Linked DNA regions of Mus musculus: regions 1, 2, 3 and 5 are each linked to region 4. A link is a contact called in public HiChIP or PLAC-seq, capture Hi-C and promoter capture Hi-C data. All regions are on one chromosome and are shown on one strand. The core of a region is the stretch at or near the end of the contact, and the rest is flanking DNA. Distances in the headings are between cores, read along the strand shown. Region 1 overlaps Slc25a12 (solute carrier family 25 (mitochondrial carrier, Aralar), member 12). Region 2 holds the start of Dcaf17 (DDB1 and CUL4 associated factor 17). Region 3 holds the start of Cybrd1 (cytochrome b reductase 1). Region 4 holds the start of Pdk1 (pyruvate dehydrogenase kinase, isoenzyme 1). Region 5 holds the start of Dync1i2 (dynein cytoplasmic 1 intermediate chain 2).

Evidence for each region. HiChIP or PLAC-seq counts read pairs in DNA pulled down with a chosen protein or histone mark. Capture Hi-C pulls out chosen DNA fragments and counts their contacts.
Region 1: an H3K4me3 HiChIP or PLAC-seq map of stem cell-derived neural progenitor cells shows a contact between it and region 4, with 3 times the contacts expected there. The contact joins the enhancer-like site here to the promoter of Pdk1 in region 4. A contact is called at or near these places in 1 of 39 promoter capture datasets (hippocampal neurons), 2 of 115 datasets of contacts at active chromatin or transcription factors (large pre-B cells and stem cell-derived neural progenitor cells) and 1 of 9 other capture datasets (macrophages).
Region 2: a promoter capture Hi-C map of adipose tissue shows a contact between it and region 4. The contact joins the promoter of Dcaf17 here to the promoter of Pdk1 in region 4. A contact is called at or near these places in 6 of 39 promoter capture datasets (the 3T3-L1 cell line, the HPC-7 cell line, hippocampal neurons and 2 more) and 2 of 9 other capture datasets (adipose tissue and liver).
Region 3: a contact with region 4 is called in a capture Hi-C map of macrophages, with 3 times the contacts expected there. The contact joins the promoter of Cybrd1 here to the promoter of Pdk1 in region 4. A contact is called at or near these places in 4 of 39 promoter capture datasets (the 3T3-L1 cell line, hippocampal neurons and liver) and 1 of 9 other capture datasets (macrophages).
Region 5: a promoter capture Hi-C map of liver shows a contact between it and region 4, with 5 times the contacts expected there. The contact joins the promoter of Dync1i2 here to the promoter of Pdk1 in region 4. A contact is called at or near these places in 15 of 39 promoter capture datasets (3T3-L1-derived adipocytes, the C10 cell line, the HPC-7 cell line and 11 more), 2 of 484 Hi-C or Micro-C datasets (bone marrow-derived macrophages and muscle stem cells), 3 of 115 datasets of contacts at active chromatin or transcription factors (astrocytes, microglia and neural tube) and 1 of 9 other capture datasets (liver).

Annotation. Positions count from the first base shown.
Region 1 is chr2:71,287,137-71,292,587 of GRCm38.p6, reverse strand. The region is part of intron 13 of Slc25a12 (solute carrier family 25 (mitochondrial carrier, Aralar), member 12); the gene reads left to right. Among named protein-coding and RNA genes, the nearest start is that of Slc25a12, 78 kb to the left of the region's middle. Within about 2 kb of position 2,312, at least 58 of the 459 cell types and tissues checked have an H3K27ac peak or open chromatin away from gene starts, as enhancers often do. A contact at or near this core is called in hippocampal neurons and stem cell-derived neural progenitor cells, where this site is marked.
Region 2 is chr2:71,052,819-71,057,977 of GRCm38.p6, reverse strand. It overlaps Dcaf17 (DDB1 and CUL4 associated factor 17), which reads right to left and starts at 2,234. Exons shown (of 14, transcript NM_001165980.1): 1 at 1,859-2,234; 2 at 1,380-1,483. The coding sequence starts at 1,984. It overlaps Mettl8 (methyltransferase like 8), which reads left to right and starts at 2,372. Exons shown (of 10, transcript NM_145524.3): 1 at 2,372-2,607.
Region 3 is chr2:71,116,601-71,121,937 of GRCm38.p6, reverse strand. It overlaps Cybrd1 (cytochrome b reductase 1), which reads right to left and starts at 3,884. Exons shown (of 4, transcript NM_028593.2): 1 at 3,626-3,884. The coding sequence starts at 3,818.
Region 4 is chr2:71,870,847-71,875,981 of GRCm38.p6, reverse strand. It overlaps Pdk1 (pyruvate dehydrogenase kinase, isoenzyme 1), which reads right to left and starts at 2,758. Exons shown (of 11, transcript NM_172665.5): 1 at 2,417-2,758; 2 at 435-576. The coding sequence starts at 2,612.
Region 5 is chr2:71,207,804-71,213,278 of GRCm38.p6, reverse strand. Dync1i2 (dynein cytoplasmic 1 intermediate chain 2) reads right to left here and starts at 1,333. Exons shown (of 16, transcript NM_010064.4): 1 at 1,205-1,333.

The DNA.
Region 1 (5,451 bases), core at 1,063-3,562, 580 kb after region 4:
GAGAAGGCAGAGAGGAAAGAATGGAGAAGTGGAGGCCGGTTCTGGCCACATGGAGAGACGTGGGAGAAGGGGATGGAGTGCAAGGGGGCAGGAGGCAAGAAAGAGGCAAGAACATAAGAGCAATATATGTAATTTTAAAGTGTTCTGTTTTGCTTGTGCACGTGGAAGTGCACTGGGTACATCTATGTGCCGTTGGTGGACAGAAGGAGGTTTCAGATCCCCTGGAACTGGAGTTATAGATGTTTGTGAGCCACCATGTGAGTGCTGGAACCTGAGTCCTTTATAAGAGCAACAAGTGCTCTTAGCAGCTGAGCCAGTTCTCCAGCCCCCCTTCTAGACTTTTTTTAATTCCTAAGTTTGTTTGTTTAAGTATCAAAGGAAATGTAATAGCAGGTGTAGTTCCTGTCCATTGCTCTTCTCTGAAACTGTAAAGTTAATTGGGCCCTTCAGTTTTATGTGTAGCTATGAGTGTGCCATTGCATTTCCATAAGCCTTTTTATGAGGCTGCAAGGAACACAAAGAGACTATAAGTATATTGTAGCAATTGGCAAAAATTCCAAAGCCAGAGGCTGAGATTGTGATTTTTGTAGAGCTCGGAGGCTTCTGTTTTTAAGGTGTAAGCATTACATTGGATTTAGACTGGCTGACACATCTAAGCTTGCAGCTCAGCAAATGTTCCGAGCAATATCTGTTTCACAGTTGATAAAGTGGTTTGCCTGAGGCTTTCGTAGTCCATTTTGGTCCTGAAAACGTTAATGATTTCTAGTTGGATTAGCTGGAGGTCTTCACAAAAACCTTCTCACTTGCTTATGGAGCCTGAGACGATGAGGTCAATGACCTGAGAAGTTTTAATTCAGAGAAGATGTCCCTGGGGTCAGAGGAGCAATTGCTCCAGGCTTCTCTGTCATGATGCGTGTCAGCTGGACCCTTGCCTTGTGTGGGGGGAAGGCCAGGCTTGTGTGTTTGCTTGTACATCATGGGTGGGTGTGCTTTCTCATGGAGGAGACTTATTTGGCTCAATTTATTTTTTATGAATGATAAATGATAGACAGAAGTAAAGCCCTTGCTTACATGTGTCTACAAAAGTCTACTCCTCTCTCATATTGTAACTAGATGCTGTGATTGTTTCACTTTTGTGTAAACGAGAAATATATTGGTGGTTTTAGTTTCCATTTGGCTAGGAAGCTTCCTAACTCATGCTGACCACAGCATATGCATACCTGTGATCTCCTGAAAGCTGAGCATCTTTTGTCGTGGAGAGGATTGTAATGCGTGCCTGTGACTCCCAGACCAGGGTGGCTAACCTAGGAGAATCAGAATTTCAGGGTCATCTTTGGCTACATCTGGGTTTGAGGCTAGCCCGGGCTAAATGAGGCCTTATCTGGGAAAAGAAAAAGAAACAAGAAGGTTGTACATTTTGTTTTCCAAACAGCTAATTATTTCTGTGCTGTGTAGAGGATTTTGGTCATAAACTGGCCTGTTCTCTTATCTGACCTGTGACCTAAGTGGTTAAGCAAGAATCAGAAACTGGATTCCTTTGCTCTTTCTAGGTGTGGATTCTTGTTTATAGGTGAAGTCTAAGATGTCCTGAGGGTTTGGCTAACACTGAATTTATCCCTTAATCATGTTTTACTTATGGATGATTAATGGCCGATTTTTGATTGGCTGATAGTAGGAGAAATAGCGATGTTGAACTCTGGGCAAAGAGGAAAGAAAATGTGGCAGTGGCATTTTTATCTTTTCTTTTTTTTCTGACAGTCTTACTCTGTAGCCCAGGCTGGCCTTAACCTCATGATGCTACTTCTTTAGCCTCCTGGAGACCAGGATTACAGGCTTATACCACTTACAAAGCTCTTTTTTTTTTTTTTTTTTTTTCTGTTGATGAGCCGTCATACCACAGGGTAGATGATTGTTAAAGCCTAGCCTAGCACTTCTCTCAAAAGTCAGTTAACTAAACCAGAGAATAAAGTCTTAGATGAGTGGCCAGGCCTCTGTTTCTAGACCAGCAGGCACCGTGGGACAGAGGACAAACTCTTCCTTGAGTGAAGCCAATCAACAGTGTGGAAAGCAATTTCACTGGGCTTTGAAAATGAGTCCACGCCCCTATTGGTACTGATCAGACCGGATGTATAGTGTCCTTCAGGGCAGTTAGCTGAGTGCTGGGCTAGCATGGCTGAGCAAATCACATTGCTCTTCCCCAGCGCCCAGTGTTAAAGCTTACTAGGTTAGCCAGCAAGGAAGGCCCTAACTGAGCTGGAAGCTCTTCCCAGCAAAGGGATTAGTGAGCGCCCAGGCCAAGCTTCTTGTAGCTGGGAGGGAATGCTGTTGCCATGAGAACAGTGGAGATTCCAGATCTGCAGCCTGTGTTCTGCTGCTCTGCTTTCCTTGGCTTTTGTTTTGAGATAGGGCCTCAGCTTGCAGCCCTGGCTGGCCTGGAACTCTTTATATAGACCAGGCTGCCCTCTAGCTCCTAGAGATCCACCTGCCTCTCCCTTCTGGATGCAAGGATGGGAGGAGCCTCCATGCCTCGATGGTCTTTTTCTGTTTTTAATCGGTGTGTGTGTGTTATGTAAGGGCTCCGATCAAGACTCAACATACCGAAGCATGCAGTCATCACAAGCTGCCTTCTTGGCACTATGATCAGTTTACCTTAAGGTTTGGGTTTTTTTGATATACATTTGATATGTATGTGATCTGATGTGTGTGTGTGTGTGTGTGTGTGAGAGAGAGAGAGAGAGCGCAGCCACAGAGATGACAGTTTGCCAGTTCTCACCTTCCACCATGTGGGTCTCAGGGCTTACAGTCAGGTCACCAGGCCTGCCTGCAGCTTCGTTACCCACTGAGCCTTCTTGCAGGCACACCACAGTCAGTTTTCAAACTTGTGTGGTAAGGCTGCGTGTGGTAGCTTCTACCAATCCCAGGTCTCTGGAGGCAGAGACAGGAGGATCACTTCCAGTTCAAGGCCAGTCAGGGTTACAGTGTGAGACCCTGCCTCACAAAACAAAAAAGCTACATGCAAACAACAACAACAAAACCCAAACCAACCAAAACAACATAAAAAAAAAAAACCCTATGTTCTTTATCGATAAAAAGTAATATACGGGGAACATCCACATGTCTACCATCCAGCCTAATTAACATGCTGCTTCAAGCAATAGAGACTTTCGGTCCTCAACTGTACATTTTGTAGAGATTATCTCATTAATCCTAAAGAGTGACCGCATTGTGATCTCATCTGCAACAACTGGCAAAGACAAGATCCAAGGCGCCTCTCCATATCCACCCTCCCCCTGCGGGAACACGCGCCTGTTCTTTATTTCATCTGTTGACTTTCCTCTCAGCATTTGTCCTCTGGATTTTTCAGGCAAATGTCGTGGTTGATTTTGAGGATCAAACTCAGGACCTCGTGCCTACAGGGTGTGTGCCCTACCAGAGCTGTGCCCCTGGCCCTAAAAGGATAGTAGCTTTACTGATCCCAAAGTCACCCTCTAATGCTATATTGTATGTGTTCGATTCTGTAGCTCTTAGTATATCCACAGAGTACAGACCACCAGCATCAGAATCAGTGTTAGCAAATCTCATCACTGTGCACACCAGCACCAACACACACACACACACACACACACACACACACGCACTCACTCACGCATACACACACAGATACTTGTTAGCTATCACCTTCTGTCTTCCCACCTCACCCCTATACCCTAGGTGGCCATTCATTAATAAACTCCTCCATAGACACTAATTCTGAATTTTTCCTATAAATGTAACCATGTGGTATATAACCTCTGGGCTCTGCCTTCTTTCCCATAGCATGTTTCCAAGGGTCACTGATACTGTAGCATGCTCCCAGGGGATTTAGAAGTGTCTCTTTGACTGTGCCTCTCTTCTGGCATTTCCTTTTATATGTTTAATAGCCATTGTGAATGGTCACATGGTCAGGGTATGTGCCATTTATTGGCTGGATCTCTTATCTTTGTCACATAATTTTTAAGTTATCTCTAATAAAGTTTATCATTAAATCTATTGATTTGTGCTTGGAAGTTAGAAGACTTCCAGGAATCAGTTCTCTTCATGTGCCATGTGGGTCCTAGAGACTGAACTCACATCATCAGGCTTGGTGGCAAGTGCCTTTCCCAGCTACTCAACATGCCCTGGTTTGTTGCTTTGTTTTGAAGGCCTAGGTCTATAGCTACCCAATTCCCTAGGTGAGGAAGTCTGTCTTCTCCTACAAGTGTATCTTGAATGTCTTTGAGAGCAGCGGAAACAGATCCCCTCTTCCGTTCCCAGGAATCCGTAGGATCCCAAATTCATGCTGCAAACTTGCATGGTCACACACACACACACACACACACACACACACACACACACAAAGAGAGAGAGAGAGAGAGAGAGAGAGAGAGAGAGAGAGAGAGAGAGAGAGAGAGAGACATCATTGAACATTTATGCCACACGTAAAGTATGATTTACCTCCAATCTTAGCTCATTCTGGCTACTAAGACTAAATGCCATAGGCTGGGTAACCACAGAAAGTTACTGCTCACAATTCTGGGCTGTCCAAGATGAAGGCACCATCAGACTCATTGTGCTGATCCTTGCTCTCTGGACCTCAGGGGTGCCCCGCTCCTGCACCCTCGTGTGGAGGAAGGGGACACAAGAGCTGTCTTCATCTTCTGCGGCACACTAATCCCACCCACAGGGGCACAGCCTTTAGGACCTGGTCGCTTTCCAAGGTCCCACCTTCCTGGGTAATAGATTCCAACCTATGAATTTTCAGGGTGGGGAGACACATATACTCAGACCATAGTACTTCCCCTTATTTAGTCTAAGTTTTGTGTTCTTTTTATTTTGTTTTATTTTTTTTTACTTATTCACTTTACATTCCACTCACTGTCCCCCTCTCAGCCACCAAGGTTTGTGTTCTTAACACTTTGATAATATATCACCCAACAGTAAACATATACTGACCTTTATTCTTTTAAAATTGTCACCACTGAGGCAGAAAAATGGCGTTGGTCTATAAGGCCCAGTCTTTTGTCTGTTCTTGAGACAACTAATTCTGTGACTTTTATTATGTTTTTTTTTTTCTGATTATTTTCAATGCATACATTTTGCACACCTATTCAAGTGGCTGATCTGGCCTTACGGAAATCCAAGTTTTGGTTTTCCTCAGACTCTTCGAGGGAACTGTAAGGCTTCCAGTGATTGGCCACTGTGGCTGGAGAGAAATGGTTCTAAACAATGGAGAGAAGCAACAAGAGACCTGGCACCCTCAGGGCCAGTCCCCAGCCTTTCTGCAGACCCAGCTCTTGGGGTGGGAGTGTGAGGACAGAAGGGAGACCAGGACTAATCCTTAGCCTCAGGTGCAGGGGAGGTCAATGGCTGAGTTCTAGCCTTTCCCAGGGAGAGAGTGGGAGGGGCGTGATTTTTATATTATGTTTCTGTTGT
Region 2 (5,159 bases), core at 985-3,484, 820 kb after region 4:
AGTTGTTGGGGCTGAGTCCTACCTTAGTATAGTTGAAAGTTGGGGCTCCCATGGAGACTCTACCTTGGGTATAACTACAGTGTAGAGTAACAGGGCCCTAACTACACTTTTCTTTGTAAGGTCCCGATTGGCCTTATCTTTCTTTCCTGGCCTGAGCATTCCCTCAGCTTCCTAAACTGCTCAGCTTTTTCTGTTAGGGGAGTCACTGCATTGACTCCCATGACCAGCTCCGTGGAGTCGACTTGAAGACTGCCTGGGAAAAGAAGCAGGCCATGAAACAGCCCCAAGTTCTTTCTAATAAAACTGACTTTACCTGCAACAGATGCAGAGAATTTCAAGTATGTGTGTACTCTGTCAATCACTGGAAGTTACATCCAAGGGCGAATCGAGGGACATGGGTAGATTCACCAGCACTAAAGGCTAATAAATTGTAGGTTGGGCGATTTGCCAAAGAACCAAAAAAAAAAAAAAAAAAAAAAGATACCTCCTGGAGTCAAGGCAAACCTCAAAAATCACTAGTCTCTCTGACTTCCAGTTTCTGATCCCACAAGAAAAGAACTTAGGCGTTATTAATCACTTCTGAGATAGTTCCAGCTGGTGCCCTGCAAGCATGAGGACCGGAATTTAGATCCCCAATACTCATGGTTTTCCTAGAGTTGTGGAGGTGGAGACAGGCAAATTCATAGCACTTGCTGACCAGGCTGTCTACAGGTATTCTAGCTTCCCAGTCCAGTGAAAGGAGAACCTATCTCAACAAGGTGATTTGCTCCGGAGGAACAACACCACTGAAGCTTGGCACACAGAAAAATGCCCATAATTCTTACAGATGCAAAGTGAAAGATAAAGAGCGGCAATTCCATAATCCCTTAATCCAGGTGACGGGCATGGAAGCATCAATTCACTGTGTCGTTCTCTTCAGTCTGACCTTGAATGGATGGAGGCTGGCTGTTAAATACTATTTATCTACAAATACTATACTTTTGTTTGAACATTTTTTTTCTCTTGGGAAAAAAAAAAAAGTACTTCTAAAACAAAATGCCTGTCTCCTAAGCAGCATCTAATTATTTCACAACCCATTTTCTGGACTCTGATCTTTAAATGGGTATAAAACAGCAAACTGTGCTGAGAAACGTATTATTTTGCCTGTGCTATAATTTTGTGTGAAATAAAAGTATTTACAAAGATGAAGTCCGAAACTTTAGACTTAACGAGTTTTTAAGATCACATGCATTTTCCACCTAGTTTTATTATGGACTCATTTTTTTTTTTTTTTTCATCTTCCAATTTCACTAAGTACTAAAGAAGCCACGTGGTTCTATAAAAACTAGGGTCAGGTGGATTATAGCAAAAAAAAAAAAAAATCATCACCAAGAATTTACCTGCTGACACAGCACCGGTAATTGTCAAAATATATTCTTCCTCTCTCATAGGCTATAGGTGACTTGGAATGAGTTGTCCAAACATTCTTAAATTTAGTACTCTCCTGAAAGACACAAAGAATTTCAGTTTAGGAAAGAACTCAGTCCCCTGCTATGGAACCATTTTCGGTGGGTAGTTGAAATCTACAGTTTTAAAGTACATTGTTTCTCCTTTTTTTTTTTTTTTTTTCTCCCTCTGCCCATAGATGTCGGTTTAGTTGGATGCCCAAGTTTTGAATCGATTGTTTGCAGGAAGGCAAAAGAAGCTTTTTAAAAACTACGCCAGGCGGCGGACCTGAGTACCTATTTTCTAATACCCTAATTGCGGGACACGGATGCCCCTCCCCACGTAAGACCCTCAAAGGGGTATCAGAGCGCGTAAAAAACTGCAGCCCGGCAGGAGGTTGGACCCCGGGCACCCCGACTTCGGCGGGCGTCACCTGGCACACCAGCGCCCGCAGGATGCCCAGGTTCGTCCTCTGCACCACGCCTGCGTCGCGTGCATAGAAGCCCAGAGCCCGGCGACTCAGCCTGCGGCACACATTGGCCTTCCGGGTCCGGCCCATGGAGACTAGGGGTCCGCAGGGCCCAGGAGGGGCGCGCCCCTCACTTCCGCGAGGGGTGGCAGCCGCCACCTGCGAACCTCAAAGGAAGGCTGACGCGGGACCCCGCGCTGGGGACTCGGGGCAGAGATCAAGAGGTAGCGACACACGGATTTGACGCAAAGGAACAGAATCAACGGCGCCTTCCTGGCCCTTCTTTCTGCTCTCGGGATTAACGCTGCACCTCGCGGCCCTCCGTATCCACTCCCTCTCCCGGAAATGTAGTCCCCTTGGCCTTTTCCGCCCCTATGGCTTCTTTTTCAGAACTACAATTCCCGTCAGGCAGAGCGAGGGCTGGCCTGGCCCCGCCCCACCCCTCCCTGCCCCTAGCCCGCCTCTCCTGGCCCTAATAGGCTGCGCCGTAGGGCTGCGCAGTGGGTCGGGTAGCCTTCCGGGCTGCACGCGGTAAACCTGGATAGCTTTGGTGGGTGCTGTGCAGCCACCTGGTGGTGTCGCTTCACCTGTGTGTCCCAGGAAGCAGTCCCTTTCTGCCCTGGTCGTGGGACGACTGCCAACCCCTCCTTTGGCCCTGCAAGGCTCTGGCCACGCGTCCAGAGGGGCGTTGTGGCCAGTGGGACCCTCCAAAGGTACGCCCCGTGGCTTTCCCTCAGCCGCACTTGGGACGTTGTGGATGAGGTTGACTTCAACATTTAGTTGTGTAACCACTATGCTTTTGTATGGTAATTAGTGGTGAAAGTTGCTGTTTTTCCCATCAAAGTAGGATTGAATTTCTCCTTCCCAAAGGCTCGTCCTTGTGTGGCCAGCGGGGACCCTGACTGGTTTTGTGGTAATTGCTGTGTTTTCTTCCTCCTTCCATTTTTCCCCCTTATAGGGAATAAAATATGAAATGTTTGCATTCTTATTGAACTGCCTAAGATAATCCAGGTTGACTTCTCTAAGTAAAAAATAACATTCTCTGTGAACTAGCTCAGCCTGCGTGTTCAAAATTACTAACATACTAAAAATTTCCGTAACTGTATACCAAATGCGACCCGTAACCTCATTGTAAACCCCTTTAGTGTGGTGTCTGCATCTCCCACATAGACTTAATAGACTTGGCATGCCACTCCGTGATCTTAAGTGCTTAAAGAAAAAGTCAGTAAGCACACCAGCTTTCTGATCGACAGAAGTACAGTACAGGATGGATGTGCTGGATCAAACGTTAGCCGTTTCATTTTGTTGTTTTAAATGGAAAACTCTTATACCCTTGATGCATTTCCTTCGGGGTCTGGCTTTTTTGTTTGTTTGTTTGGTTGTTTTGTTGGAGGTTTTTTTTTTCCCCCCCTGATATTTCATGACCTGCTTATAGCATACGGTGGAGTGAGTGCTTTGTATATTTTTAGAAAGCTCCACAATAGTTAATTTGGTCATTCATGAATGCAGCTGTCACTGAAATGCTGGAACCCAGAAAAATATAGCTGGATTTTCTTTGGCTGAAGCGAAATGCAAATCATTGCTGAATTGCACTCATCATTTCCTTTTTGTCTTTCTTGTCGCAGCTCTTGTCTTTCTGTGCTCTCCCACCATGGCTGAGCTTTGGTTTCTGTGCTTGTTTTTCACATGACTTCTAAGATGCCACTATGCTCCACTATTACCACAAAAACAGTAGCAAGTAGTGGGCATATTGTGATCATACCTTCCGCGCATTCACTTTAACATATTAAGTCCCAACAACTGGATGCAGACCACCCATTCAGACATGAGGGCCATGCCCCTCACTTGCTGCTCTACTGTAATGGCGCTGTCTTTCTTGGTTTGGACCAAAGTCCCCCCAGTTTCTCCCAGGTCTGAATGCTTAACCTCTGGAAACTCTGTGCGCTTGAGAAGACTGTTTACTTGCTTCTCCTTCACGTCCACTCTTACCAGGGTGGTACTTCAAGGCCAGTTGCCTCTCAGTGTTTTTCAGGTTTTTCCACGAGGCATCAAGCTTGGCCCCTAAATCATCATAGTAAGTGGTTTCTTTCCTCACAGTCGACAGCCAGTGAGCTGGCTGAGGGACTGCACAATATTCACGGCTTGGGCAGTCCCCATTCTTACCCGGCCTTCTGAATGCTCCCTTCCTGTGCTATTGATCTTACCACTGGGATCCCTAAGGAGAGTCATTAGACCATCTCTGCCTCTCCCACAACCAAGTACTTTTGATTCTATTTCTGTCCAGTCTTTTCATCCCAGTAGTTTTATGCCTTCCTGTTTTCTATCCCATTATTAATTAGCCTTCTGATTGTTCTTCCTGCCTACACTTGGAGACTCTCGATTCCCAACCTGCCGCAGCCTTTTAGAGAGTGATTTCACTAATGCACAAAGCTGTCACATCATTCTTAGTGGCTCCTAGTTACCCACCACAGAATGTCTCAAACCAGAATCCAACCTAGAGTCTTTCATTGTTAAAGTATTTTTGGTATGTTAAATGTATGCAAATATAAAACCATATATAAAACCCTATGTAGCTTTTGTGCAACTATAATAACCAGGCTTTTTGTGAACTAAGTGAAGCAGAGCTATGTAACCAGTAAATTCAAGTGCACACTTATTCTTTTTGTTTGTTTGTTTGTTTTTGCTTTTGTTTTTGTTTTTGTTTTTCCGAGACAGGGTTTCTCTGTATAGCCCTGGCTGTCCTGGAACTCACTCTGTAGACCCAGGCTGGCCTTGAACTCAGAAATCCGCCTACCTCTGCCTCCCAAGTGCTGGGATTAAAGGCGTGCGCCACCACTGCCTGGCTAAGTGACCACTTACTCGTTGTGATCATTTGTACTGTTTTACTGGACCTTAAAAATCCAGAAAGCAAATCCATCTGTCCTGGCCTTCTTGGTACACTTCTCTTGCATTGAGACCTATATATATTTTTCTAATGTTACAGATTAATCAGTGCTCCTAGTATTTATTTAACTCACGATGAGACTTTCCCTTGCTCAATGTGCCTTGACTTTCTTTGACCTTCCCTGGACAACATCATTTACATACAGTAAGTGTCCTAGTTACTTTTTTTCTATTGCTGTAATGAAACACTAAGACCCAAACCCAGGTCCACCAGCACAGGGATGGCAACACCCACCACAGTGGGCTGGGACCTCCCCCATCAATCAGTAGTTAAGAAAAAGACCTACAAGCCTGCCTGCCTGCCTGCCTACAGCCTAAGGCT
Region 3 (5,337 bases), core at 2,635-5,134, 760 kb after region 4:
TCTTTTCTTTTCTTTTCTTTTCTTTTCTTTTCTTTTCTTTTCCTTTCTTTTCCTTTCTTTCTTTCTTTCTTTCTTTCTTTCTTTCTTTCTTTCTTTCTTTCTTTCTTTCTATTGTCTTTTAAATGCTACTTAAATGTAGTTAAATTCTCTCACAGAACCAATCTGAGATCAGTAAGCTATTTAATTTCTCTCCCTTCAGCTTCTGTCACAAAGGCAGTTGCACATACAGAGAGGAAGGAGTGTAAAATTGCCAAGACCTCCTTTCACTAATGTAGATGCCTGAATTTTCCACTTTTCACTAAAGAATCCATTCCAGCACGCTGAACCCTTAAAAAGGTCAGCTGCCACTTGGCGAGCGTTCAATTGTTTCCCTCTGTGGCCCTCTTTACAATGGCCAGTTTCTCTGGTTTCCCTGAAGTATTTTTATTTCGCAGGAAGCATTTGCTATAGAGAAGCACAATGCCTCGTCTAAACTCTTCCTCATTCATGTCATAGTGTGGCTAGATTTCACATTAGTCTGAATTTTTATTTAGCAGAGACTGGTGGCACACACCTGTAGCCTCAGGACTTGCAATGGTCTAACAAGAAGATCCCTTGTATGTCAATTCAAGGCCAGTCTAGACACCATAACAAGTGTGCTTCATTTTTTCAGACCCTCCCATATCTATTATACTTTAGGAATACATATATTTCCATAAGTATGTCTGGTGAGAGGGATGGAGAGGAAAGATTTACTTTTCGCTTCTTTTAAAACCTTTTTGTTATGTGTAGTTTGCCTGCATATATGTATGTGTACCACAATCATGCCCGGCGCCCATGGCGGTCAGAAGAGCGTTAGGATCTGCTGTAACAGGAGTTACAGATGGTTGGTTGTGAGTCATCATGTGGGTGTTGGGAATTGAGCCCAGGTCCTTTGGAGGAGCAGCCAGTGCTCTTAACAACACAGCCCCGTCTTTGTAGCTTCGTCCTGCCGCTTACTCCATTCATAAAGGTTCCAAGGACCCAGTCTCACGCTTAACAGTTTCAAATCCTGTTTGCTTAACACATATGTAAAGTACTTTAAACGTATGGCAGTGGTTGTGTATTAGCTATTCCTGCATCAGCTCCAAATGCCAGCTTATAGGAGATACAGAATAGCTCATATCACAGCCTCTACTAGAAATATAACATCTCATAGCATAAAAATCCCTGAAGCAGGGGCCGGAGAAATGGCTCAGTGGTTAAGAGCACTAACTGCTTTTCCAGAGGTCCTGAGTTCAATCCCCAGCAACCATATGGTGGCCCACAACCATCTGTAATGGGATCTGATGCTCTCTTCTGGTGTATCTGAAGACAGTGACAGTGTACTCATATCAATAATAAATAAATAAGTTTAAAATAAAAAAAAATCCCTGAAGCAATTACACACAATACAACACCCTGGGACAACGTGGGTAGTGTTTGACCTGTGTTTTCCTCATAGCCTCTAAAGTCAACATCATATGTCTTTGGAGGGTTTAGGATGGCTCAATATTTTTTCTAACTTTACTTTGGCTTGAAATCCCTTGAGTGTACTTTAAGTTTTGATCTATCTAATCTGATTTTGACCTGGGCAGTGGCAATGAGCTAGGCACTCAATCTCAAGGTTATAAACAGTAACACTCTATGGTATACAGTTGCTAAGCCACGAGTCAGGTGTAGCAAATGCAGCCTCAACTTGCAACTTCGGATGGATTTGCTGAGCATCTAAGATGGTTCTAAACAGAAGAGGATCTGTGTTTGTTCCTTCCAATCAATGCTGCCTTCTCACTGATGGGATGAGGAGTATTTGTGGACCAAGGTATGGAAGAACTAATAAGAACTCTGCATGCGGCTACATGTATGAAAAAGCTAGTTTATGTTCATTAACCACTTTATGTGATTAAAACGTGTTGCAACCATGTTGCAAATCGAGAATCCTTGTAACCAGGATTGTAAATGTTGACCAGCCAAGCAGTGGAACATTAGCACAAACAGACGTACTGAGCTTAGAAGAAACAAGCCTTGTCTAAGAGCAGCAGATGAAAATTCCAGTACACCCGTATACGTGTTTTTGCACCAAGGTAAGTAAACAGATTAAGTGCAAAGTTTAGAGAAAGTAGAAATCTTTAGGAAAAGAGTGAAATGCGTTCCAATATGAATGGAGAGTCTCAAAGTATATTTTAGATGATATTTTGGCTTGCTGTAAAGTCCATGTTTCAGAAAGTGAGCATATTGCCATAAAAGCGAAGAGCACTGGGGGGAGGGGGAATTGTTGAGAATAAGGCGCTTAGAAGAATTTCTATGTCCATGGGTTAGCGCCTCTGCGTCGGCTCACACTCATATAATGCATCCAGTGAAGACACAGAAGATGCTCAGGAATGTTTGTACTTTTGTGAATGTCTTCTGTTGGGTTAACCCGCCTGACAGGTAACCCGCTGTCATCTGTGTTTCCCTCACCCTCAACTACAGCACTCCGTCCAAACATCTAAAGGGTCTCACGGCGTCCGGAGCTGTTCTGGGTGGCTGGAAGCCACGAAGAGGTGTTTGGGACTATTTAATTAAACAGAGGATATTAACAACTCTGGCCAAACGAAAGCGCTCCACCGTGATGGAAAGAGTGCTTCTGGTGGTTGGAACTTTAGAACCTGGATATGTTTTTCTCATTTTAGGGTAGTGGCCAAATAGCTGGGAACTCTGCAGCGAAATGGCTTGGATGCCTACCTCACACCACAGTAGCTCAGCATTAGTATTACCTTCTCCAGATTCCCATGGAAGAAGGCTGACCACTCTTGCTGGAGGCCGTAGCACCGGTTTAAAGCATGCGCGGGGTTGGGGGGGGAGGGCGGGGGGTGCAACACACACACACACACACACACACACACACACACACATTTTTCTTTAGGAACGAAGCCAGTGCTTCTGTTTGCTCATTTGTGGGACTTTTAGTATTGGTGAAGAAGAGGAGGCCTGTTCAGAAGCCAGGCTGCTAGAACCTGTTCCGAGCCTCTCAAACAGTTTGTGCTAAGCAAGCCCAGCACAACAGCTTGGCTTTTCTGAATGCATTCTCGCTGTCACCGCCTTTTTGGAAAAGTGAAACGTGCGGTGCCCCATTAGCTGAAGAAGACAGTGAAGATGAAGAGTAGAATTGCAGGGGGAGAGAGAGAGAGAGAGAGAGAGAGAGAGAGAGAGAGAGAGAGAGAGAGATAGATGGATCCCGGGCGTCCAGCGGTCCCTTGGGGCCACTCTCAGCTTTCATCTCCCTGTCAGATTCAAGACCACAAAACTCCGCCAAGGAACTTTCGCCACATCAACAAATGGAGCGCAGCCAGGCAGCAGCCGGTGACTGATGGAGGTGCCCAGAACTCCGGAGGAAAGAACAGGACAGGGGAAAGGATGGAGAGGCACCAACTGACGATGCTGCGCGGAGACTTGAGCTCCCCGCCTAGGAGACCTGAAGCAAGTTCAAAGGCCAGCCTCACCGAAGCTGGGGTTTCGCGTCCCTGACTGCGCAGGCCCTGCCCACCTGAGTAACTTTCCCTAGTTTCATGAATTCCTTGGAATCCACGACGGCGTCCCGGGTCCCATCGCGCAGTGACCCCACCAACCCCCTCGAGGATCCCAGTACCGATGCCCTGGATGAAGACGAAGCCGGTCACCGCGAGCACCGGGTGCCAGTTAAACTCGAGCCCGCTGCCGTTCCAGCCAAGCCCCTCTCGGAAGTGCAGGACCCAGATGAGCACGAAGATCACCGACAGGAAGCCCACGAGCAGCGCGGACACCAGCAGCCCCAGGAAGCCCCGGTAGCCCTCCATGGCCATCAGCACCCCATGCTCCACGACAGCCTGCTGGAGAACTTGGTGTTGCGGCCGTGGCCTCGGGGTACTGGCCCGGCGGTGGGGCCGGGGCGGCGACTTCTCGGCGCCGTCTCCGCCCGTGGGGAGGGGCTTTCTTAGGGTAACAGGCTGTGGGGCCTCCCGGGGGTGCCGCGGGCCCAAGCTCCAGACGGTCCCACCCCTTATCCCCCATCCTCCACCCCCGATCACGCGGCTGCACCGTGAGCTCTGGCTGCCGTGGTGGCCACCACCTGAAGAAGCATCCAACCTCCTTGAGTGTGAGTCAGTTCCTCACCAAGACAGCGCCCAGGAGCTCAAGCCTACCACTTTGCTTCAACTCTATGCGCCTTGTTTCCTTATTCTTGTGGAGGGCGGTGGTACACACTCTTTGTCACCAGAGACAGATTCACTGAAAGTGGTGAAGCCTGCGGTTGTAGTTATCCAGGCTTCCTGACCCCCCAGAGGGTCTGCTGCTGAGGGCAGCAGTGGACTTGGCCTTACCGTGTAAGGAAGCACCTGTAGGGATGAGAGTGTAGTGGAGCTCACCTGTGACCCCAACATTCAGAAAGCTGAGGCGGGAGGATAGCCACAAGTGTAAAACCACTCTAAGCTACATAGAGAGTTCCAGACCAGACCGCTATAGAAAGCCTGCCTCAACATCAAAACAGAGAAGAGAGAAAGAGAAGGCTGAAAGCGCAGCTAAATTGGTCTTACTTAGGTTTGCCTAGCGCGCACAAAGACCTGGGCACAGTCCTTAGAACAGTCCTTAGAAGTGACACACCCCTTATAATTTTACCATGGGAAAAGTAGAGGCAGGAGGATCAGATGTTTAATATCATCCCCAGTTACATGGAGAGTGTGAAGCCAGCCTGAGGTACATGCTATCCGATATCAAAAATAGTAACAATAACAGCTGGAAAAGACAGAAATAACAGAATATAAGCCACCTGCAACTTGCAGTTGCGCCAGGGAAGACAGGCAGTCACAGCCCTGGACTTGCCTGGAGTGTGCTAAAATGAGTTTAAAGATGTCTGCCTGCTCAAACCAATGTGAGCCTAGACCTTAAACCTCCCTGAGTGACTTAACTTGATGAAGAGACACTGGCTTCCTGTCCTTTTCCGTTATCCTTGCCCTTCTAGGTGAGACATTGAGCATCACTATCAGAGGAAAAGGGTGCTGGATGCCTCGGCTTCCAAAGTGCATTTGGGAATGCTCCCTCTAGCCCTTAGAGACCTTACAAAACACAGGAAAGGTAGTGTGTGTGTGTGTGTGTGTGTGTGTGTGTGTGTGTGTGTGTGTGCGCGCGCGCGCGCGCGCAAAGCTCGCGCGAGTGTGTCTCTGTGTGTGCACACCTGTGTGTGCGCATGTGCACACGTGAGCACACACATGTGCATATGTGCCTGCTCATCAAGGAATGGTTTTTCCAATTATAGGTTTTGAGGGCTAGTTCAGTAGGTAAAGGCACTTGTCACTAAGTGTGATAACCTGAGCGTAGTCCAAAGAA
Region 4 (5,135 bases), core at 1,509-4,008:
AAGACTGTATCAGGTCTTAGCTTCCTCACCAGTGAAAGGAGTCAGTAGCACCTACCAGGCATGGTTGAAAAAAATAAAACGAAATGTGTATCTAAATATATAGCCATTAACAAATAGTAACTACTTTTCTCATTAGAATTTAACACTCTCAAAAACAAACAAACAAACAAATAAAATATGTAAAAGTATTTTCTTTAACCTTGGATAAAATTCACAAGTCCACTGTAATTGTAAACACAAGATGGGACACTTGCTGGGCAGTGGTGGCACACGCCTTTACTCCCAGCACTCAAAGGCAGAGGCAGGGAGATCTTTGTGTTTGGGGCTAGCCTGGTCTTCAGAGTGAGTTCCAGGACAGCCAGGCCTATACTGAGAAACCCCATCTCAAAACAAACAAACAGAACCAGAGCAAAACAAAAAAGATGGGCTCTTACCAACTTTGCACCAGCTGTACGGATGGGGTCCTGAGAAGATTGTCGGGGAGGAGGCTGATTTCTTTCATTATATTTGCCAATCTAACAGGCAACTCTTGTCGCAGAAACATAAACGAGGTCTTTTCACAAGCATTCACTGACCCTGAAACCAAGCACAGTGACAGGCAGTGAGTGACAGGCACCGGTAGCCGGAGCGAGAAAAGGAGAGTCAGTCACTTGGCAAGGCCACAACGGTACATTTACCATAGTGAGAGGAAGGAACTAGGAAACAAAGATATATCCAGGCACAGTTGAACTAACCGGTCTATAAAGTAATCCTGATTCCAAACTGACTTCCAATTCCTGAAATTCCAACTGCTCAGTACAACCATGTATGCTCAGTACAACCATGTAGGTACTTGTTATACTTCAGGATGACTAGGATTCAGGTAAGCTGTCTGCAGTAAGGCTCAGGGCCTGTGAAGAGAACTGGGAAAGGCCAATTCTATATACCCCACTGCTGCTGCCTTTAGAAATTCTGACTCCTGCTGGGAAGTAATGGCTGGAATCTTTAATCCCAGAACTTGGGAGACAGAAGAACGAGGAACTCTCTGATTTCAAAGCCAGCCTGATCCACAGAGTGAGTTCCAGGACACCAAAGCTACAGAGAAACCTTGTCTCGAAAAACCAAAAAAAGAAGAAAAAAAAAAAAAAAAAGGAAAAGAAAGAAATCCTGACTCTCGACTTTTGAGTAAATTCTGACCCAAGTCATTGACTAGACACAAATACTAACCACCAGAACAAATACCACCAGAACACAGTCAGTACAGAGGTTTTCAGGCAACAGAAGGCAAAGACCATCAACACAGTATCACCAACCATCAAGTGGAACCAGCTCAGTTGTCTGATTCCTGAGACCATCACCTCCCCCTTCCTCCACTCTTGAATCCAGATGTTTGGCAGAAGAGTTGATAAGTGTCCCTCCCCTGGCAAGCACCTTCACTTGAACTAAAAAAGTCACATTTCAGCAATCCATTTGAAACTAAGTGGACCTCGCAGATGGAACCTTAGCAGAAAACTATCTTGTCAACAGTAGCAGTATTATTAAGGAAAGCATCTTGCCAAAGTTTAATAGCGTATTCATGAACAAGGTGAACATTGCTACACCACAGTACAGGCATTCACAAATAAAAGCAAAACACACACACAAAACGGGGGCCTTTCATAGTCCCTTACTAAAGAAACACAAGGAAAAGCACCTGTCACTTCAAACCACAATTTTAAGATAAAGTACCTACCCCCACCACTAATCTCTCGTGCGTGCTAACCATGTTATAACCTGGCAGCACGACACAGAAGATAACTTTTTCTACTCCAGAACTTTCGGATTTCAATGTTAAGAGTTTATTCTAAGCATTTCCCTTTCCGCCTCATTACTCCTGATGAGAAGCCAAAAGTCAAAGGCCTAATTCTGCAGTTCTGCAATCTGTTACACACAGACAAGACCATGCACTTTACACGTGCTTGAGACTGGCTGCTGTTGAAACGAATTTGCTCTCGGTGAAAACACTGGCGAGGAAAGCACTGGGCCAGTAGTAACTTGTTTTCCAGCCATCACGCCACTCCAAACGATCGCCACTGTGCTGGCACCGATCTCGCCTCTGCAGAACACCACCCTCGAAGCAGTTTGAGCCCTGGCCTTGAACCTGAGCAAGGCATCCCCAAAGACACCAGGTCCCCAAGCGCGCACCTACGCACGTGCGCGGAAGGCTGCAGCCGCGGGCCCCCTGCTTTGTTTTTTTGGGTTTGTAGTTTTTTTTTTTTTTTTAAACACACTATAGTCGCACGTCCCTGTTACGTGCCCGGCCTTCCAGCGCCCGCTCCCTCCGAGGAGGAAGGAAGCACCTAAGACGCAGGGGGGGCGACACGAGGGAGGAGGAGGGGTGCGCCTGGGAGGACGGGGCCCGTGCACAGAGGCCCGACGGCCCAGCGGCCGCCCTCACCGAAGTCCAGGAACTGCTTCATGGAGAGTGGCGACGGCGAGAAGCGCGCATAGAAGTCCACCTGGCCCGGAACGCCAAGCTCCGACGCCGGCCCGGAACCCGAGGCCGAGGCCGAGGCCAGGCTACGGCTGGCGCAGGGGACGGCGCAGAGCGGCCTGACGCTCGTGCCGCCCCGCAGCAGCCTTGCCAGCCTCATACCGAGCCCCGCCGGAGGAGCCGGAGCTCCGGGCGCCAACCTGCGGCTGTATGCCGCTGCCCGGGCGCTACGTGCGGGACGTGGCTGGCCGCGGGGGCGGGGAGCTGCTGTCAGCGCTGCGGCCACCGCCCCCTCGCTGGAACCACGCCCCCGTAGGCGGAGCACGGACAGCACGGAGGAGGGCGAAAGGCTGCGCTAGCCACCGCCCCTGGTTAAAGACACGCCCATGTAGGCGGGGCCCTGGGAGGACGGAGGCGGGGAAAGAAAAAAAAAAAGGGAGCGCTGCTGAGCTTTGTGGGGTGTGGTGCAGCTGAAACCACCCGGAGCGAGTGGCCGCCGTGGGAGCCCGGCTTAAACGATCCAGCTTGCGCTGTGTTGCACCCCTTTGCACCCTTTCGTACTTCCTCCGCCCTCCCAGTCTCAGCGGAAAAGCTCTAGGCTGTGCGAGATCGTTGGCAATGAGCCTGTTCTCATTGCCCTTGGATCATGCAAGCCCTTGATTTGCAGGTGCAGCCGAACAGTGGTACAAGAGTTGAACTTGGGGGTGTGGCTCTAAAGAATTCCACAGCAACGAAAGTCCCGGGAAGAGCGCGTTGAAACACTTTATGCAAGCAATATTGCCACAGTACTTAAAGACTACTCGCTCTTTTTCTGTTAACTCATCTTAGAGTTACAATGTGCCTGCTCCATCTTTTCAATGTATAGAGATAGTGAATGTAGAATTAGAACATATTTAATATCTAACCCCACGAAAATCACGTCTGTCTTCTGAACACTGTAAAGTCCCCATCCAACTACCCTAACATTTGCTGTGTCTTAGGTGCAAGAAAACTATCCTGCCACGTGTGAAGTTTATCAATTATGTAGAATACACACCGAATAACACTTCATAGCTCCATGCTGGTCGCTTTTGGGTTTTGTTTTGGTTTTGTTTATGTTTTATGAGACAGGGTTTCTCTGTATAGCCGTGACTGTCCTGGAACTCGCTCTGTAGACCATGCTGGCCTCGAACCCAGAAATCCACCTGCCTCTGCCTCCCAAGTGCTGGAATTAAAGGCATGCGCCACCACTGCCCCGCTCGCTATTGGGTTTTGAAAAAACACAAATCATGAAGTCTGGGATGTAGCTCATATCCAAAGCCCTGCGTTTCATCCCCAGCACAAGGAAAGAAAAAACAAAAGCAACCCCCCCCACCCCACCCCCCCACATTGTGTTGGCCCAGGTTTATAATTTCAGCGATCTGCAAGTGGAAGCAGCAATGTGGGAGGTGAGAATTCTAAGGTCATCCGAAATCATGCCAGCCTGTTATTCTGACTCCTATCTGAAAACAAAGAAACAAATACCTGCCCACCCTCCCCCAACATACACAGAAAAACAGAAATTAGATCAGAGTCCCTTTAAAGAAAGCTGTTATTCTGTATCCAACAAACTGTGTGTAGCACAAAGCGGGGATATTGTCCGCATGGAAACAAAAGCAAGTGGTTTTGATTCTAGAGAAAGAAAAATTGTTTTTCCTCAAGTATCCAGTAGAAATTGTGGTCTCCTCTTGGGGTTCTTAGTCTCATTTAGAAAAGAGTTTAAGAATAGACTAAAGTGGAAGCTCAAGGATAATTTTATTAAAGTTTAAAAGAAGAAAAAAAAAACCTCCAAGGTAAACAAGCTGTGCATCTCAGCAGCTGCCTGGAGGAGGAGAATGGGGTAAAGAAAGAAAACAAACAAACAAACAAACAAAAAAGCACAAACCAACGAAAAGACCTATGCTGCTCCAGTTACTGGCATGGAGGTCAGATGGAGGTCTGCCACAGGGTGGGAAGGGGGGCCTTAGAGAAAAGGGTAAGGAAGCCCAAAGTATCAGAAAAAGCAGCATCAAAGAGGGAGGGGGTAAAGGGAGGGAGGAAAAAAGGGAAAATTGTGCCTTTCTGACTCCAACCCAGTACCTCATGGTGGTTTATAGGAACAGTGTTGGGGAAGGAGGAATTCTGGGAAGGAAAAGTACAATATCTCATTAAAGGACAAAATATTTCTTCTACCTATTTAGGATAGCTGAAGGCGAGTTTGCTTTCCTAGCAGTCCCAGGCCAGGTGATTGACACTGCCCAACTGCAATGTTAGCTCTCCACCCAGGCCAGAGAATCTAGCCCCTTCACCAGATGGAGGTTTGTTTTTCTTTCGTTTAAGAGTTATTTTATTTATATGAGTACACTGCTGTAGCTGTTTCCAGACACACCAGAAGAGGGCATCAGATCCCATTACATATGGTTGTGAGCCACCATGTGGTTGCTGGGAATTGAACTCAGGACCTTTAGAAGAGCAGTCAGTGCTCTTAACCACTGAGCCATCTCTCCTGCCCCTAGAGGGTTTTTTGGTTTTGGTTTGGTTTTTTTGTTTTTTCTTTTTTGGTTTATTGTTTGTTTGTTTGTTTGTTTGTTTGTTTTAGAGACAGGGTTTCTCAGTGTAGCCCTGGCTGTCCTGGAACTTACTCTGTAGACCAGGCTGGCCTCAAACTCAGAAATCCGCCTGCCTC
Region 5 (5,475 bases), core at 84-2,583, 660 kb after region 4:
CTTGAAAAGTCTAGGAATCTCTTAGGATCACAATAAAGTTGGATTAAGGGCAAATTTGGTAAGGAGGAAAAATTCATCTATGAAAATGAAAAACATTCTTCTATGTAAATGAAAAAGGGAGAATTCTTGGTAGCGTACTTCAGAAAGACAGGACAGTGGGCAAAAACTAGTGAGCAAGTAACAGGAAATCCCTTTAATATACACTTTTTTTTCCATTTTTTATTAGGTATTTAGCTCATTTACATTTCCAATGCTATACCAAAAGTCCCCCATACCCACCCACCCCCACTCCCCTACCCACCCACTCCCCCTTTTTGGCCCTGGCGTTCCCCTGTACTGGGGCATACAATGTTTGCGTATCCAATGGGCCTCTCTTTCCAGTGATGGCCGACTAGGCCATCTTTTGATACATATGCAGCTAGAATATACACTCTTATATATACTCCCAACCAAGTCATTTGAACAAACTCGCAAAGCAAAGCTCGTGTTTCTTCACCCACTCTTTTCAGGTCTCTAAAAAGCTTCATACTGTAAGGGCTGTTGAAGAAAGTTTCCATACACATCACTCTGTATGATTTTTTTTTGTATTATGTATGATAAATAATACATATTATTTTCTGTTTAGGACCAATTGTCAACAATATACCAATACTGCCTGGAATCTAGTTTGAAGAAATACTTCTTCCTTCAACTCTAACTATTTTGTCCCGCTGAAGCACGGGCGATCAGTTAGCTCCCTCATTATCAGACAGGTCAGGGCCTCTGCTCCGTGACTGACAGGTTCATTTTCTTAAAACTCCGGAAAAAGGAAAGTGTCTAGAATGATGTTTACAATCACAGTGTTCAGAGACCTCCAACACACACGCTAGGTGCCTGGTCATTGCTACTGACCCAAGTAGTAGTGATCTTTATTAATAAAAACCAAGCAAAGCTTAAGGAATTACTTTCTCCCTAGGCTTAAGGCCAAGAGGGTGCGGTCCGGGCTGGGGTGTGTCCGAGGTCCACCAGACGGGTGCAGGACAAATCCCGAGGGTCCAGGCCGCCTGCGGAGGGTCCCGAAGGGTTGCCAAGGGCCCTGGTGGCCTCCCCAGGCCGCTTTGAGTCACCCGGGCCGGCGCTGTCAGAATATCGGCCGGGCGGCCCTACGAGCTCCAAAGCGGCCATCAGAGGCAAAAGGGACTTGAAGGAAGCGCGGCCGACCGACCTGTCAGGTGGCGGAGTGGAGATCGCTTTCTCTGGCCGGTAACTTCCCGGGAACGTCCCTCTCCAACTGTCGCCGCCGCAGATCCGCGGCGTCCCAAGCACACAAAGAGGGATGGGCGGCGGCCGCTACGGCGAGAGCCGAGGGACAAATGGCTGCGCCGAGACGCGGTCTCACACAGAATCAGAGTCTTTGCCGCCCAGCGCAGAGGGGCGGCCTCTCCGTGACTTACCTTTTGTAAAACAGAATCTCCCGGTTGAAACAGATACACCGGCCCGGGGCCCGAAGCGTTTCCGCTTTGGCAAAAGCTGGACAACCACACCTCACATCCTGGGGCGGAGCCCTCAATACCTCCAGAGAACTTCAAGTCCCGGCAACCAGGCGCCCTGCCTGGGCGAGCGAAGCTCTGTGGGAGTTGTGGTCCCACTAGAGGCAAGGAATGCTGGGATATGTAGTCAGTCTTAGCTTTCCTGTCCCCAGCACCAAGGCCATCTTTCTGCCCTTAAAATGCTAATGAGAACATTCCAGAGTTTGTATTGAAGGTGTTTTCTTCCGTGGAACAATGATTACAATGCAGCATGTGCTGCTTAAGGTCTGTGGCCCAACATTAACAAAATCTTAAGTCCTGTTTTTCCATAATGAACCTGAGAAAAGGGCATTTTAAGAAGTTTATTTATAGGCATGTGCTCGTAGATTGATTTGCAGGGGCCATGGATTATTGAGGATTCTTGTAGCATGTGACACAAGATCAAAAATAAACATATATTGGGGCTGGAGAGATGGCTCAACTGTTAAGAGCACTGGCTGCTCTTCCAGAGGTCCTGAGTTCAATTCCCAGCGACCACATTGGTGACTCACAACCATCTGTAATGAGATCTGATGCCCTCTTCTGGTGTGTCTGAAGATAGCTACAGTGTTCTTGTATAAATAAAATAAATAAATCTTTAAATAAAAATATATTAATTTAAGCAGGGCATGGTGGCGCACGCCTTTAATCCCAGCACTCCGGAGACAGTGGCAGAGGCAGGCGGATTTCTTAGTTCAAGGCCAGCCTGGTCTACAAAGTGAGTTCCAGGACAACCAGGGCTATACAGAGAAACCCTGTCTCTAAAAACAAAACAAAACAAAACAAAACAAAAAAATAATTAGCATAAAAATAATTTCTAGTATTTTATAACAGAATAGTTTCCTCCAAAAAGTGTGTTTGGTAAGAAAGCATTTTATACTATTGGATCTGGTTAGATTTTTAATATAAAGAAAATAATTGAAATAAGAATTTACCAGAAGTGCATGGGCTGATGCATGTGGCTTGAAGAATTTATTTGAATAATCTGAAGCATTATTTGCCAAGTATTAAAGCGTTATTTGCTAAATATTAAAGGTAATACCAAAGCATTACTTTCTTATCTTCTAGAAAACTGACAGGAAGAACATTGTTTAAGTTTAATATTGATCTCAAATTTGAAGCTTTAAAATTTCAAAGAGCGTTTAGTTATGCAGACTTTGTTTCCTTCTTTCCAAATAGTTTTTGTTTAGTCACTTGAAAATTGTTATGAGTAGCCATTCATCATGTACCAGGAATGGAGCTGCACACTCTCAGAGCTGAAACAAACTTTCCTCTTCTCAACGGAGAAACACTGGGTTCTCAGTTCCATCAACTGTTAAGATGAGATTGTGTAACTAAGTCATAGAAATAGGTAGGTAAGAAAAAAAATACTTTCATTAAGAGATGCTTCCAGGTACGAGTCTTTGATTTTGGAAAGTTGATTAGAAATCAATCATGGCTGGGCAGTGGTAGCACACACCTTTGATCGCAGCACTTGGGAGGCAGAGGCAGGCAGATTTCTGAGTTTGAGGCCAGCCTGGTCTACAGAGTGAGTTCCAGGACAGCCAGGGAAAAAGAAAGAAAAAATTAATCATGAAAACAAGATTCAGAAAAGTACCATGGTACTGAAAAAGAAGAAGAAGAAGAAGAAGAAGAAGAAGAAGAAGAAGAAGAAGAAGAAGAAGAAGAAGAAGAAGAAGAAAAAGGAGAAGGAGAAGGAGAAGGAGAAAGAGAAGGAGAAGGAGAAGGAGAAGGAGAAGGAGAAGGAGAAGGAGAAGGAGAAGGAGTAGAAGAAGAAGAAGAAGGAGGAGGAGGAGGAGGAGGAGGAGGAGGGGGGAGGGAGGGAGAGAGGGAGAGGGAGACAGAGGGAGAGGAGGAAGAGGAGGAGGAAAATAGGGTTAAAGTACAAAGATGAGAGCGTAGAGCATAGTAGAGAATCAACAAATAATTCAGAATGGCTGTGGGCTAAAATTAAAACTGAGGATTGAAGCCACAGGAAGAGCAAAGTCATATATATCCAAGCCTAGACTGAGATCAGTCACTCACAGACCGTGAAGGCCAATCTAGAGTTCTGATGTCCGGCCATGTTTGTTGTCAAAGCTTGACAATGACACCATGGGCTCATTTTCTGATGTTAGGAATTATATACTGGTGTCAGGGACAGCTTCAGAGAAGAGGGACAATTGCCCCAGTCCGATGACTAAGATAGCCTGGGCAAGAATACCACTTCCTGTTTCTTATTCCGTACAGAGGGGAAAAGAAAAGTCTTCTCAGCCATTTCCCTTTAAAAAGCAAAAGGAAAGGAAGGAGAGAGAGAGAGAGAGAGAGAGAGAGAGAGAGAGAGAGAGAGAGAGAGAGAGAAAAGAATGACCAAGCCAGATCTTGTCAATTAGTGTTGGAGTGTTTGCCTTGTGATTGCTCAGCTGGGGCCTGAAGACTTGTAAATGTATTTAGAAGACAGAAATACAACATGTAAGACAGCAACAAAACCTGGACCGATTGCCAGGAGAAAATGCCCCAAAGCTGCTGGAAACTCACTCAGCAGGAATTTGGGGAGTGTCTTCATAAATGGGCAAAGTTCTCACATCAAATCCATTGATGAGCCAGGCTGTGTGCATTGCCCTATGGTATGGTCTCTGCTGTCTGCAATCTTCAGGCTCCCTTGGAGTCCCCACTGTGTCTAACAGAGCCCTGTGAGTGGCTGCTGATGCTGCAGCTCATCGAGAATAAACAGAAAGTCCGGTGACGTTGGGCTGCACCTCACATAACTGTAGTCACCTGAAACTGTCATGTGGTTCCCCAGCCCCAGCTCTTCCCATCTGATCTGCCATGGACATATGGTTTCATGACTTCTGTATGTTGTGAAAAAGGAGACCTCTCAGACATCAAAAAACTCTTTCCCTTGGGAGTTTTACAGTGAAACTCAAATCCCAATAAAATAGACACCTGGGGGGAAGAAAGAAAGAAAGAAAGAAAGAAAGGAGGGAGGGAGGGAGGGAGGGAGGGAGGGAGGGAGGGAGGGAGGGAGGGAAGGAAGGAAGGAAGGAAGGAAGGAAGGAAGGAAGAAAGAAAGAAAGAAAGAAAGAAAGAAAGAAAGAAAGAAAGAAAGAAAGAAAGAAAGAAAGAGAGAAAGAGGAAAAAAAAGAAGAAAGAAAGGGGCACAGGGTGCTGGTGCAGATTCATGCCGTGATCTGGTGCAGGTAACACACACTTAGGTATCACAGAAGATTCCACTGAACTCTGTCTTTAAGATGGGTCCTCCTTATTGTGTTTATATAGTGTGTGATCAAGAAGTTAAGAACAGCCAAGCAGTGGTGGCGCACGCCTTTAATCCCAGCACTTGGGAGGCAGAGGCAGGTGGATTTCTGAGTTCAAGGCCAGCCTGGTCTAAAGAGTGAGTTCCAGGACAGCCAGGGCTACACAGAGAAACCCTGTCTTGAAAAAACAAAAAAAGAAAAAAAAAAAGAAAAAGAAAAAGAAAAGGAAAGAGTCACAGCTGTGTTCTGCTACCCAGAGCTTCAGGGTCTCCAAGGAGCCATGGGACTCGCCAGACATTTTATAAAAATCAACCATAGCATTTACTGCCCTGTGTACTTTCATCACACAGACTACCAAAAAACTACATCACTGAGGAAGAGAGCTAAATCTGACAGCAGTGCATGAAGCTTTCTAGCAATGGTGCCTTTTTACAAAATACTTTTAATTATGTGTATTGTGTGTAGGGTGTAGACTTGTGAGTATGGATGCCTGCAGAGGCCAGAGGCATCATTTTGAGTTACAGATGGTTGTGAGTTCCCTGATGTGGGTAAGGGGCCTCAAACCCCTGTCCTCTGGAAGAACTGTATGTGCTCTTAACTGCTGAACAGTCTCTCCAGTCCCGGACTATCACACCATTTAATATTTACCTCTATTATCACTTGGTTAGATAAACCTTTGCTAAAATGACATA